Linked DNA regions of Oncorhynchus mykiss: region 2 is linked to region 1. A link is a contact called in public Hi-C data. All regions are on one chromosome and are shown on one strand. Each heading gives the region's core, a stretch centred on a gene start, on an enhancer-like site or on the middle of the called end of the contact. The rest is flanking DNA. Distances are from core to core; before and after follow the strand shown.

Region 1 (5,860 bases), core at 1,315-3,814:
AACATTTCCCTTCATCGGAACTAAGGTGCCTAGCCCGAACCATGAAAAACAGCCCCAGACCTTACTTCTTCTTCACCAAACTTTACAGTTGGCACTATGCATTCGGGTAGGTAGCGTTGGCCTGGCATCCACAAAACCCAGATTCGTCCGTTGGACTGCCAGATGGTGAAGCACGATTCATCACTCCAGAGAACGAATTTCCACTGCTCCAGAGTCCAATGGCGGTGAGCTTTACACCACTCCAGCCGATGCTTGGCATTGTGCATGGTGATCTTATACTTGTGTACGGCTGCTCGGCCCTGGAAACCCATTTCATGAAGCTCCCTACGAACAGTTCTTGTGCTGACGTTACTTCCAGAGGCAGTTTGGAACTTGGTAGTGAGTGTTGCAACCGAGGACAGAGGATTTTTACGCACTTCAGCACTCGGCGGTCCTGTTCTTTTAACTTGTGTGGCCTACCACTTCGCGGCTAAGCCATTGTTGAGCCTAGACGTTTTCATGTCACAATAACAGCACTTACAGTTGACCGTGGCAGCTCTAGCAGGGCAGAAATTTTACCAACTGACTTGTTGGAAAGGTGGCATCCTATGACGGTGCCATGTTGAAAGTCACTAAGCTCCTCCGTACAGCTCATTCTACTGACAATGTTTGTCTATGGAGATTGCATGGCTATGTGCTCAATTTTATACATCGGTCAGAAATGGGTGTGGTTGAAATAGCCGAATCCACTAATGTTAAGGTTTGTCCACATACTTTTGGCCATGTAGTGAAAATGCACATAGCCTATAGTTCCTTATAGGCCAACATCTTATTTCAGATAGTCTTCAGTAGCCTAGAGAAAAGGTAGGCAAGATGTAAACTGAACGATTTAGCAGATTGCTTTGTTCAAATTAACAGACTCATTTATTTGGCCATTAATAATTGCATAATAACATAATGCTACAACAACAATACACTGAAGTTATAGATTATTTATTAAATCCGTTTGCCAGCTCCAGGAAGGCTACACAAGTGGCACAAATTGATTTGCAATGACTCCAGTGATATAGTCATTTCAACACATTTACTGTATCAAATCGTAGCCTACAGTTGCCTACAATGGCATATAAATGAATAGGCTACTTGATGGCCAACAGATGCAAATGTAACATTCTCCACATTTAATGTCAGTTTCATTGAGAACTTTTCCGCATAACTGAAGCATGCGAGTGAATTCCATAACTTCCATTTCAAATTTACACTCAAGCATAATGACAAGTTAAATAGCCTACCTACCACTTGTAAAACAAATTCACGACCTGCTTGTGTGCTGCTCTGTCTCCTCTCACTCTCGTGGACTAAGCTGCACACACACCTCGGGCCCCACCCACCAATCAATAACTCAGCAACAGCACTGCCTGATAGTCAGCAGTAGCATGTCACAGTGAAATAAAAATGTTTTAAAGAGAAATGCCATGGCGATCGCTGTGTAACTTAGAAGTAGCCCAAAAACCTGCAACCCACAACCAATAGTATTAGGCCAATTTACAGTATAAAACAAATTACAAATATGTCAACCCTGCCCCTATAGGAATTCCGAGGTATAACCAATCAAACCTTGATCATTTAAAAAAAATGGTAACCTTTATTTAACGAGGCAAGTCAGTTTAAGAACAAATTCTTATTTACAATGACGGCCTACCCCGTCCAAACCCGGACGATGTTGGGCCAATTGTGCGCCGCCCTATGGGACTCCCAATCACGGCCGGATGTGATACAGCCTGGATCAGACATCAGTAGAGTACACATATCGAAAAAATGGATAGTATATTACTTACTGCTACACATTATGATTCTGTATTATTATTTTGTTATTATTAAGACACTTTTAATTATATCATACGTCCCTCCCGTCAAAGTATCCACATCAAATCAAATCAAATTTTATTTGTCACATACACATGGTTAGCAGATGTTAATGCGAGTGTAGCGAAATGCTTGTGCTTCTAGTTCCGACAATGCAGTAATAACAAGTAATCTAACTAACAATTCCAAAACTACTGTCTTGTACACAGTGTAAGGGGATAAAGAATATGTACATAAGGATATATGAATGAGTGATGGTACAGAGCAGCATAGGCAAGATACAGTAGATGGTATCGAGTACAGTATGTACAAATGAGATGAGTATGTAAACAAAGTGGCATAGTTTAGTGGCTAGTGATTCATGTATTACATAAGGATACAGTCGATGATATAGAGTACAGTATATACGTATGCATATGAGATGAATAATGTAGGGTAAGTAACATAATATAAGGTAGCATTGTTTAAAGTGGCTAGTGATATATTTACATCATTTCCCATCAATTCCCATTATTAAAGTGGCTGGAGTTGAGTCAGTGTTATCTCACCTGAGGTTAAAATATAGGATTAATATATAATGTACAGATAGATATGTGATTGGTGATATTTCAGACAATATAGGATATGTCATGGGGTACATTTTGTATTGGAAAAGATTTCCATAAACTGAACCGATCTTCTCGTACTCCACTCCAGCAGGTGGTGATAAATCAAAATGTGTTACCTCCTACCAGATGAGGTTGCCCGCGGAAACGGACAGAATCCAGGAACTAGCTACTTCGGAAGCTACTAAACGTAATCTAAAATGTCTAAAATACAGCTGTTAAGAGTGTTTCTCAATGAGCGATTAAGAACTGCTGCTGAGGAGATATTATGGGCAGTTGAAAAAACGATAGCAGAAGAAGTTTCCCGTTCAAATGAGGAAAATGACCGTCTCCAGAGGCAGCTTGAAATCGCTCTCATCAAGCTAAACAGAGCAGGTTTGTGATTACCTTTGTCAATTCAACCGTCATTGTATGAAAGTGGATAGAAAATATCACATCAGCTTTTACAGGTACATAGTTATGTCTGAATAGTCATACTCGCCAGCTTGTAGTCCTAAAAACCGGAAATGAGTTATCAGGATCGTTCAGCCGTTCCTATGGAGGGAAATTAATGGGGAAAGAATGCAGTTCGGTAGGGTCTGATGCTTCTTAAAGAATGGGTTTTTAGGATAAACTACGAAAATAAGGTCTGAGGTTAACACAGGCTTAGGAGTACGTTTTGTTCTATGAGATGATCAGTCAGTTAACATAACCTTTATGAATTAAGATGCCTTTATGTGCTTGTTTTGATTACATACATGCTTCACAAAAAGTAACGTTAGCTGATGATGATCTCATAGAACAGTAAGATCTGAGCCTGTGTTTACCACAGACCACACTTTGTGTTTATCCAAAAACCCTACAAAAAAAACATTAATTTCACCCATAGGCTTTGGCCAACGAGCAATGGCGGAGTTAATGCCTACAAAAATACACTGTTAATAATTCTCTCTATTGTAGGCTTACAGGTTTTCTATATCTCATCCTTCCTTTCTACTTGCCTCTAGACATCCTCCAACAGTCAGTCTCGGAACAGGTTCCCCCTGAGCAGCAGCAGTGTGTGCAGGAGTGGAGCCCCAGTCTCGGACAAGAGGACCCAGAGCCTACACAGATAAAGGAGGAACAGGAGGAACTCAGGACCAGTCAATGGGAAGAACAGCTTCAAGAGCTGGAAGATGATACCAAAGACTCCATATTCACTAATGCCTTTATGGAACCTGACTGTGAAGACCCAACTCGGCACTCATATCTTTATCAAGCCCAGAATGAGGGAAAAGAAGAGAGAGACTCTCTACCCAGCACCTCAACTGCAAATATCAAAGCAGAAACTGGTGGAGAGGACTACAGATTATCAGAACCAACCAGTGATTCTCAGCCTAATTATGCAAGAAATCCATACTGTTCTGCAGCTCAGAGGGAAAACATTGATTGGATGGGAGTTGGAGGGCCTCCGTCAGGTTTTAAACCAGTCAAATCAAAGAAAAGATGGACAGGAAAAAGACAAAGTTCCCATATGAATATTAAGGGTAGAAAATCCACAGAGTCGTCCGATCTGAAATCACCCAGGCAAAGGGATAATGCTCCTTGCCGTTGTAAAGTGTGTGGAAAGTCTTTCCAGTACATGGGTTCGTTAATGAAACATGTGCAAACTCATACAAATGAGAAAGAACATATTTGTGGTGTGTGTGGAAAATGTTTTGAGTCCACAGAAAGTATGAAACATCACATCCAAACTCACATTGCAGATAGGATGTGTTGTCATGTTTGTAGTAAATGCTTCACTAGCAATAGGGATCTGATTGTGCACATGAGAACCCACACAGGGGATAAACCGTATCAATGTTCTGATTGTGGCAAAGAATTCAGCGTTCGCAATAGTCTGAAAAGGCACATGAAGATTCATGCAGGAGGTAAAGGATATAGCTGCAGTCATTGTGACAAGTGTTTCAGCACTAGCTTCCGTCTGACATTTCACATGATGAGGAGTCACAGGGGCGAAATCATACAGGTGTCATGTATGTAGAAAAACTGCTTTACCCAATAATGTGTAATCAGAAAAGTCACACTGGGGAAAATGTGTATGAGTGCAGTGATTGCAGTAAATATTTCAGTGACAGTGGCTGCTTGAATTTCTAAAAAGTCCACACAGACCGCTGTCATATACGTTGCTCACCTAGATCTGTATAGTCCTAATGCTGGAGTAACTCGCCATTGTGCGGCCTTTGAATGAGCCTGGCTTGCAAAAAGAGACAACCTGTGTGTTTTTGGAGTTCTATTATAGTGGGAGGAAAGGAAATTAGCTACTAATGGTAATACATCTAAAACATAATAAAAGTACTATGATTTCAAGTATGTTTTATTCCATTGAAATCTGTTGAGCTACTTTTTAATGCCCAATAAATAAAAGCACAAAGCATATACTCAGTTTGGACAGTATGTGTAGGGAGTTGAATTTTAGTTAGTGGAATTGTAGCCCAAAATAATTGTGGGCAAACTACATAGTCAACCACCAGGCTCTGTACACATTGACAGTCATTTAAATGGTTATGGACAAATTATAAACTGGGTGGTTCCAGCCCTGAATGCTGATTGGCTGACAGCTGTGGTATATCAGACTGTATACCATGGGTATGACAAATATTTTTACTGCTCTAATTACATTGGTAACCAGTTCAAAATAGCAATAAAGCACCTCGGGGGTTTGTGGTATATGGCCAATATACATAAGTACAGCCCTTAGCCGTGGCATATTGGCCATATACCTCACCCCCCTCGTGCCTTATTGCTTAAATATACCACAGTAACACTTGTCTCAACTATACTGACACTGGTGTTCTCTTCCAGGTAAGCCAGGCTTAAAAGTATTTCTGTAAATGTGCAGTTATTTGCTATTCCAACACAAGGAATTCTTGGTCAGGCAGCAGATACCTCTGAATGATGGCCATCACATCTTTTTCAGTGCTGTGTTCAAAGTCATGTCTGTTCTTGAATGGTAAATGCCCAGCCAGCTCCCACAGAGCCACGTTGAAGGCAGATTCATAATTGGCACCAAAGCAGGACCCCCTGGGCCACAACAATGTGCACACACCCCTCCTGGCACGCACATCAGATTCCCCAGGTGGGCAGCCTGTAGCTACACTGTTCAAAAATATAAACACAACATGCAATAGTTTTTTTTATTTTACTGAAGTTACAGTTCATTTAAGGAAATCAGTCAACTGAAATAAATTCAATACGCCCTAATATATGGATTTCACATGACTGGGAATACAGATGTGCATTTGTTGGTCACAGTTACCTTAAAAAAGGTAGGGGTGTGGATAAGAAAACCAGTCAGTAACCACTATTTGTGACCACTATTTGCCTCATGCAGTGCGCCACATCACCATCTCATTGAGTTGATCAGGCTGCTGATTATGGCCTTTGGAATG
Region 2 (6,692 bases), core at 1,973-4,472, 170 kb before region 1:
TAAAAATTGGCCGATTAATCGGTATCGGTGCCAGCAAGTATAGATGCACTGTGCTCCGATGCTCAAAAGTGTGGGTGGGGACACTTACCTCTGGGACGTAGTTGTCCCTCCTCTCCCTCTCCTCCTCCTGCAGCTTGATGGAGATGCCTCTGACGGGACCCCTCTGGATGCGCTTCATCAAATGGGTCACATACCTAAGAGTACAAACCAGAATTCAGTTAATTCATGCACAACATCACAATTGTAACAGCATTAGATCAGACCATGGGTTCAAACAAAAATATTTATGCTAGATCACTGAAAACTAGTTTAACATGATAATTAGGTTTCACTCAAGTTTAGGTTGTTGCGGACGAGAAAGATGTTTGAAAGACAGGGTTTGACAGGAAAAGATATTCCAACAAACACGGTAAAATATTTCCGTCACAATTCCCGTAACATCAATGACTATGGCAACAGTTGCGCCATAGTCACTTTCGATACAGGTTTTTATGTGGCAAACTAGCAATAATCAGCTAGGTCAGGGATATAATATAATCAATAACTCCCTCCAAGCCATGCTATTAGAAGTAGTGTTTTGAAATCCAACCTGATTGAAGTGCAGCATAGTACATGTCATATGAAACATCTTTCTCTAAGGAGGACCTGAGCCCTAGGACCATGCCTCAGGACTACCTGGCCTGATGACTCCTTGCTGGCCCCAGTCCACCTGGCCGTGCTGCTGCTCCAGTTTCAACTGTTCTGCCTGCGGCTATGGACGCATGACCTGTTCACCGGACATGCTACCTGTCCCAGACCTGCTGTTTCCAACTCTCTAGAGACAGCAGCTCCTGTAGAGATACTCTGAATGATCGGCTATGAAAAGCCAACTGACATTTACTCCTGAGGTGCTGACCTGTTGCACCCTCTACAACCACTGTGATTATTATTATTTGACCCTGCTGGGCATCTACGAACATTTGAACATCTCGGCCATGTTTTCTTATAATATCCACCCGGCACAGCCAGAAGAGGCCTGGTCCCTCTAGGATCTGGCCTTTTTAGGGAGTTTTTCCTAGCCACTGTGCTTCTACACCTGTATTGCTTGCTGTTTGGGGGCTTAGGCTGGGTTTCTGTACAGCATTTTGTGATACCAGCTGATGTAAGGCTTTATAAATCAATTTGATTCATGAAATTAATAAAAATATTCAGCATTGAAAAAAAGCAAAGGAGCCAATTAGCTGACACCGACATCCCAAAATGGCTGCTGTGGTTTCTGCTACCTATCATGAGGATGAAAAGGGCAGTTTCCAGAAAAACGAGCAGCCATTTCATCTTCTCAGTATAACAGTTGGAATAACGGGACAATTCAGAGTACAACGCATTTCTCATCCATGATCGCGGTACGCTTTCCGAGCCATATCTCGTGCTGGCTCCGTGGTGACTTTATTTAAGAAAATTGCCTGTCCGACCCTGACCTGCTGGCTACACCCAAAACTAGACCCAGGAGTTAAGACACGGGTGACTTCCAAATTGAGAACGAAGAAAATATCACCACGGTTGGTTGAACGTTGCTGTTCAGCGTTGTCTACGCAACATCTGCTGCTTGACCTCAGACAAGCTTTATATATGTTGCTGAGGTTCGAGTCAGCTTGACTATTAAGAGACAATAAAGCTGAAGAAACCAGACTCACCCAGCGATCTTGTTGCGGAGCTTCTTGCTGGGGATGATAGCGATCTCTTCGCACACCCTCTTGTTGGTGTGGAAGTCATTTCCCAGCCGGGTGTAGTACTTCTCAATGATGACCCGGGCGGCTTTTTTCACCGTCTTGGTCCTGACTCGTCCCTGTGGAACAAAGGAGTTGTGCAAATGACTAGGTTATCCTGATCACCTGAACGTTCAGAATGGGATTACCTTTAATGGATTTAAAATATCTGAGAGAACCAGGGTTCGGTAGGGACTTTGGACCCATCGAACACGGGAAAGACCCTCAATTCACGTTCTGTACTATCAATGACCTGGCCACTTTCGATACAGGGTTCAACGTAAATTACATTTCAAAAGCGGTTGACATTTTAGGAGGTATAAGTACGCCAACGGCTGGCATGACCAGGCAAGCTACATTTGGATCTAACATACAAGGTTGTACCTAATACTAACGAGCTAGCAACTTTGCGCAGACTGGCTACCTAGCCAACTACCTACTTGCTAGTAAATGGATCTCACGATTAACTACACCGGTGAGTAAGTCAGAAACAATGGGTACCCTACATTGGGAAAACAGACCACCTATGGTTAATTAGCTAGTAGGATGATTCCGCAATCAGCTAGTTAGCTACGCTAATCTGTACCACGGAACAAAATGTATTTCTTACAAACAGTTGAAACCAACGTGCAAAACCACTAACCACATAGCGGAAAATGTGTACAATATTAAAGTCATGACCAGTTCTCTACTGATTGTAATCAAATAAAGACATGGAAAACGTGGTTGTTCATGTGCAGCCAAATGCTAGCATAATGCTTCTTCCGTTAGCATCTCGGCGAACCCTCGTCATATTGTTCAAAAAAATCTGCCAGGAAGGGCATCCTAACGCAATATGTCACTGCGATTGTGTAATATATACAACATTTCACTATTCTAGAGATAAATACCATTTTGGATACTAAAAAACTGAGGATTACGATAGATTTAGAGGGGTTGTAAATGTTGAAGTACCCACCATGTTGAATCGGGCTGGTAGAAGAGGACTATACAAGCGCTTCAGCGGAAGTATAATAAGAGGGCACGTGGATGTGGGAAACCAAAGGGAAAAGGGTGCCACCCCCTAGTGGTAGAAGAATTCGCAAAAATATACAACCAGACTTGCAGTTCATTACAGCTATATTACTGTACATTTGGTTTCCCCAGTTGAGTGAAATTATTGCGCGTAAGTGCGGCAGTTAGTCTAGCGGTTAAGAGCGTTGGCCAAGTAACCGAAAAGCCGCTGGTTCTATCCCCGAGCTGACTAGGGGGAAAAAATGTCGATGTGCTCTTCACGTTTTTATTTGTATTTTATTTAACCTTTATTTAACTAGGCAAGTCAGTTAAGAACAAATTCTTATTTACAATGACGGTTATCACACAACGCAATGCTACAGATGTCTCGAGTTTTGATTGACATGATGACTGCAGGAATGTCCAACAGAGCTGTTACCTGAGTATTTAATGTTAATTCCTCTACCATAAGCCTCCAACAAAATTGTAGAAAATTTGGCAGCAGTACATGCAACTGGTCGCACAACAGCAGACCACGTGTCGCCACGACAGCCCAGGACCTCCACATCCGGACAACCCCCTCTCCCTCAATGTGATCAAGACAAAGGAGATGATTGTGGACTACAGGAAAAGTAGGGCCGAGCACGCCCCCATTCTCATCGACGGGGCTGTCGTGGAGCAGGTTGAGAGCTTGGTGTCCATATCACCAACAAACTAACATTGTCCAAACACACCAAGACAGTCGTGAAGAGGGCACGACAAAACCTATTCCCCCTCAGGAGACTGAAAAGATTTGGCAATGGTCCTCAGATCCTCAAAAGGTTTTACAGCTGCACCATCGAGAGCATCCTGACGGGTTGCATCACTGCCTGGTATGGCAACTGCTCGGCCTCCGACCGCAAGGCACTACAGAGGGTAGTGCGTATGGCCCAGTGCATCACAGGGGGCCAAGCATAGTCACTTCAATAACTCTACCTACATGTACATATTACCTCCGCACATTGACATTGACTCTGTGCCGTTACCCCCTGTATATAGCCCCGCTATTGTTAATTACTGCTGCTCTTTAATTATTTATTCTTCTCTCTTACTTTTTTGGTGGGTATTTTCTTAAAACTGCATTGTTGGTTAAGAGCTTGTAAGTAAGGATTTCACTGTAAGGTCTACCTGTTGTATTCGGCGCATGTAACAAATACAATTTGATTTGCCATCTGTGGAGAGACTTGAAAATAGCTGTGCAGCAATGCTCCCCAGCCAATCTGACAGAGCTTGAGAGGATCTGCAGAGAAGAATGGGAGAAACTCCCCAAATACAGGCGTGCCAAGCTTGTAGCGTCATACCCAAGAAGACACAATGCTGTGATTGCTACCAAAGGTGCTTCAACAAAGTACTGAGTAAAGGGTATGTATACTTACATAAATGTAAAATGTAAGTTTTTTACATCAAATGTTTTTGCTTTGTCATTATTGGTTAGTGTGTGTAGATTGATGAGGGAAAAAATGATTTAATACATTTTAGAATAAGGCTGTAACGTAAATGTGGAAAAAGTGAAGGGGTCTGAATACTTTCCGAAGTATAACATGAGAATCCAATTCCATCTGTGTCTGATTCATATGTAATCATTCTGCCAATGCTTTGCTTTTCATTCAGGTGATCATGACATGTCATCATTATAATTTAACACTTTGTTCTAGTGTATATTAGTGAAATACAGTATATGCAGTATTCCCATGTTCATATTCTCAGTCATCTTTTTACACCTCCAGTTCATGAACATGTTTTGGGAAATATGCTTAAAGGGTTACACATTTCACACAATGCATATCAAATCTAAGTTTATTGGTGGCATTGTTACACAGTTTAGCAGATGTTATTGAACCACACAGTGGAGGTGTCATAATACCCATAAAACCTAGCGGTCAATCAGGGAACTGGTTCCAATCTTTTTTATACCATTAATTTTTCCCATTATGGATTTTAGAAACACTTCAAATAAGGGCTGTGTTGCGTGTAGGCTTACCCTGGTGTGACGTTTTGATAACAATGTAAATCTCTCTCGGACATGATGACTTTTAATGTATTCGGCCCTATTTGTTCTCACATTCGAAAAAGCTAATTAGCATTAAAAGACATCATGCAAGACTACAAATACCTGCTAGCTCCTGCACATCATCTCTAGCTGAAACCTTTGCGAACAGATAGTCAATTTAAAACTTGCACAAGACAGTTCACAGAATTGTTAATCTAAAGAAATTTTGCCAATTTATTCATGACTACATTTAGCTAACATTTGATAATTAATCCAGAGATTTTTACCTTTGCCTTGATTTGGCAGTCTCGTCCAGATCAGTTTTTGTAGTTCTTTATAATAGCCACATTAGTAGCTAATTAGCATTTCATTTTTTTGAAGGTAATACAGGCAAATATATTGAGAAAAGTCACTTTGTCCTAGAGAAATTTACATGGTTATCAAACTGTTACAGGAATTAAATTCCTACATGTTTTAATACCCAATTAAAATTCAACACTCTGTCAATTCCTAAGAATTTGTAAGACTCTTATTTGCATAAAATGGACAGAGACCAGTCTCAAAATCAATCAGCAGTGTTTATTCTCGAGAGTACTGAACATGATATAGTTTACCACAGCTTATAAACTGAAAATGTCGTCATTAGTTTTCGTACTACCCCGTCTCATCTCCACTCCAGTACAATGGCTGTATAGTTCAAGACTTCCCACATCGTCTCTCCCAAACTTAGATCATTTATGACCCGAGCCAAGGTCTGCCTGTGTAGATAAGCGTTCTAGCCAGTCTGACGATAAATTCATTCATTTCTACCAAGGAACAGACAGTCATTGTTCTACTTCTTGATTATAATTACACACATTATATTCAGTACTAGGATTAAAAGAAAATTCATACATCTATACAGTAACATAATAGTATTCTGATTAGTTAGTCCTGATTGAAATGTATACATAAGTCATTATTGATTAAAAAAAAATCCCTTAACACAAACGTCACACCAGTGTAAGCCTACGCAAAAACAGCCCTTATTTTAAGTGTTTCTAAAAAATGGATGGTGGAAAACACTTGGAAGCAGTTCCCTATTTGACTGCTAAGTTTTATGGGTATTATGACTCATACTGTGGTACTCTATAGCCGGTGCAGCGAAATGCTTATGTTATTGGCTCCTCACGGGGTCTGTAGTTACACCTCTAGCACTGAGATGCAGTGACTTAAGCCACTGAGGCACTCGGGAGCCCAATGTACACCAGATAAATTTACACAAGATATACTAACAATGTTATGTACAGCAGTAGATATATTAGTGAGCTATGCCAAGAATCTAGTATATAAATGTGGGGTGTATAAACTGTAAATAAAATGAAGTATTCAGTGGCCATTTTAGCATGTAACAACACTAAACAATGCATTAATTGCACTATAACAGTGACAAACGGTGCCCACAAACTGTTAAGGGCCTTCATAAAGCTGTCCAAACATCTGACCACTGCTACAACTGGCTATCAGCAGAGCCTTGTCTGGCAGCGAAACAGTTAATTAATTCTCATTTACTGCCTTTAAAAAAAAACATAGCCGATATGGCTGACTTGCTTGAACAAATGTGGATTCTAATGACAATTGAGATGTACAAACTATGGTGTAAGGAGACGACAAGCGGATAAGAGGCAATATGTAATTTCGATTAAGACATTAAGCGAGCTAGGATGGATGTAACGCTAGTCAATATAACTATTTGTTTAGCTCTAATGAAATGTACAGCAACAGATTTCAGAACATGGGCCGTTCTTAGTGTTCTCCCTGTACACCAAGTCAGAACCGTAGGATAAATAAAGGGTAAATATAGGATAAAGGATAAAGGGTAAATAAAGGATAAATAAATAAGCAGACAATGAAAGCTCTTACAATATTTGATGATTACATTTCTC

The links. A called contact is a pair of places that touch in the nucleus more often than the background predicts.
Region 2: a contact with region 1 is called in a Hi-C map of liver, with 5 times the contacts expected there. The contact joins the promoter of LOC110497399 here to the promoter of LOC110497280 in region 1. A contact is called at or near these places in 2 of 3 Hi-C or Micro-C datasets (blood and liver).

What each region holds. Positions count from the first base shown.
Region 1 is chr2:81,007,618-81,013,477 of USDA_OmykA_1.1, reverse strand. It overlaps LOC110497280 (zinc finger protein with KRAB and SCAN domains 8), which reads left to right and starts at 2,564. Exons shown (of 2, transcript XM_021573315.2): 1 at 2,564-2,825; 2 at 3,437-4,778. The coding sequence starts at 2,651. The coding sequence ends at 4,452.
Region 2 is chr2:81,174,313-81,181,004 of USDA_OmykA_1.1, reverse strand. It overlaps LOC110497399 (40S ribosomal protein S17), which reads right to left and starts at 3,222. Exons shown (of 5, transcript XM_036956470.1): 1 at 3,178-3,222; 2 at 1,674-1,825; 3 at 89-194. The coding sequence starts at 3,207. LOC118944145 (a small nucleolar RNA gene) reads right to left here and starts at 487; the gene lies at 363-487.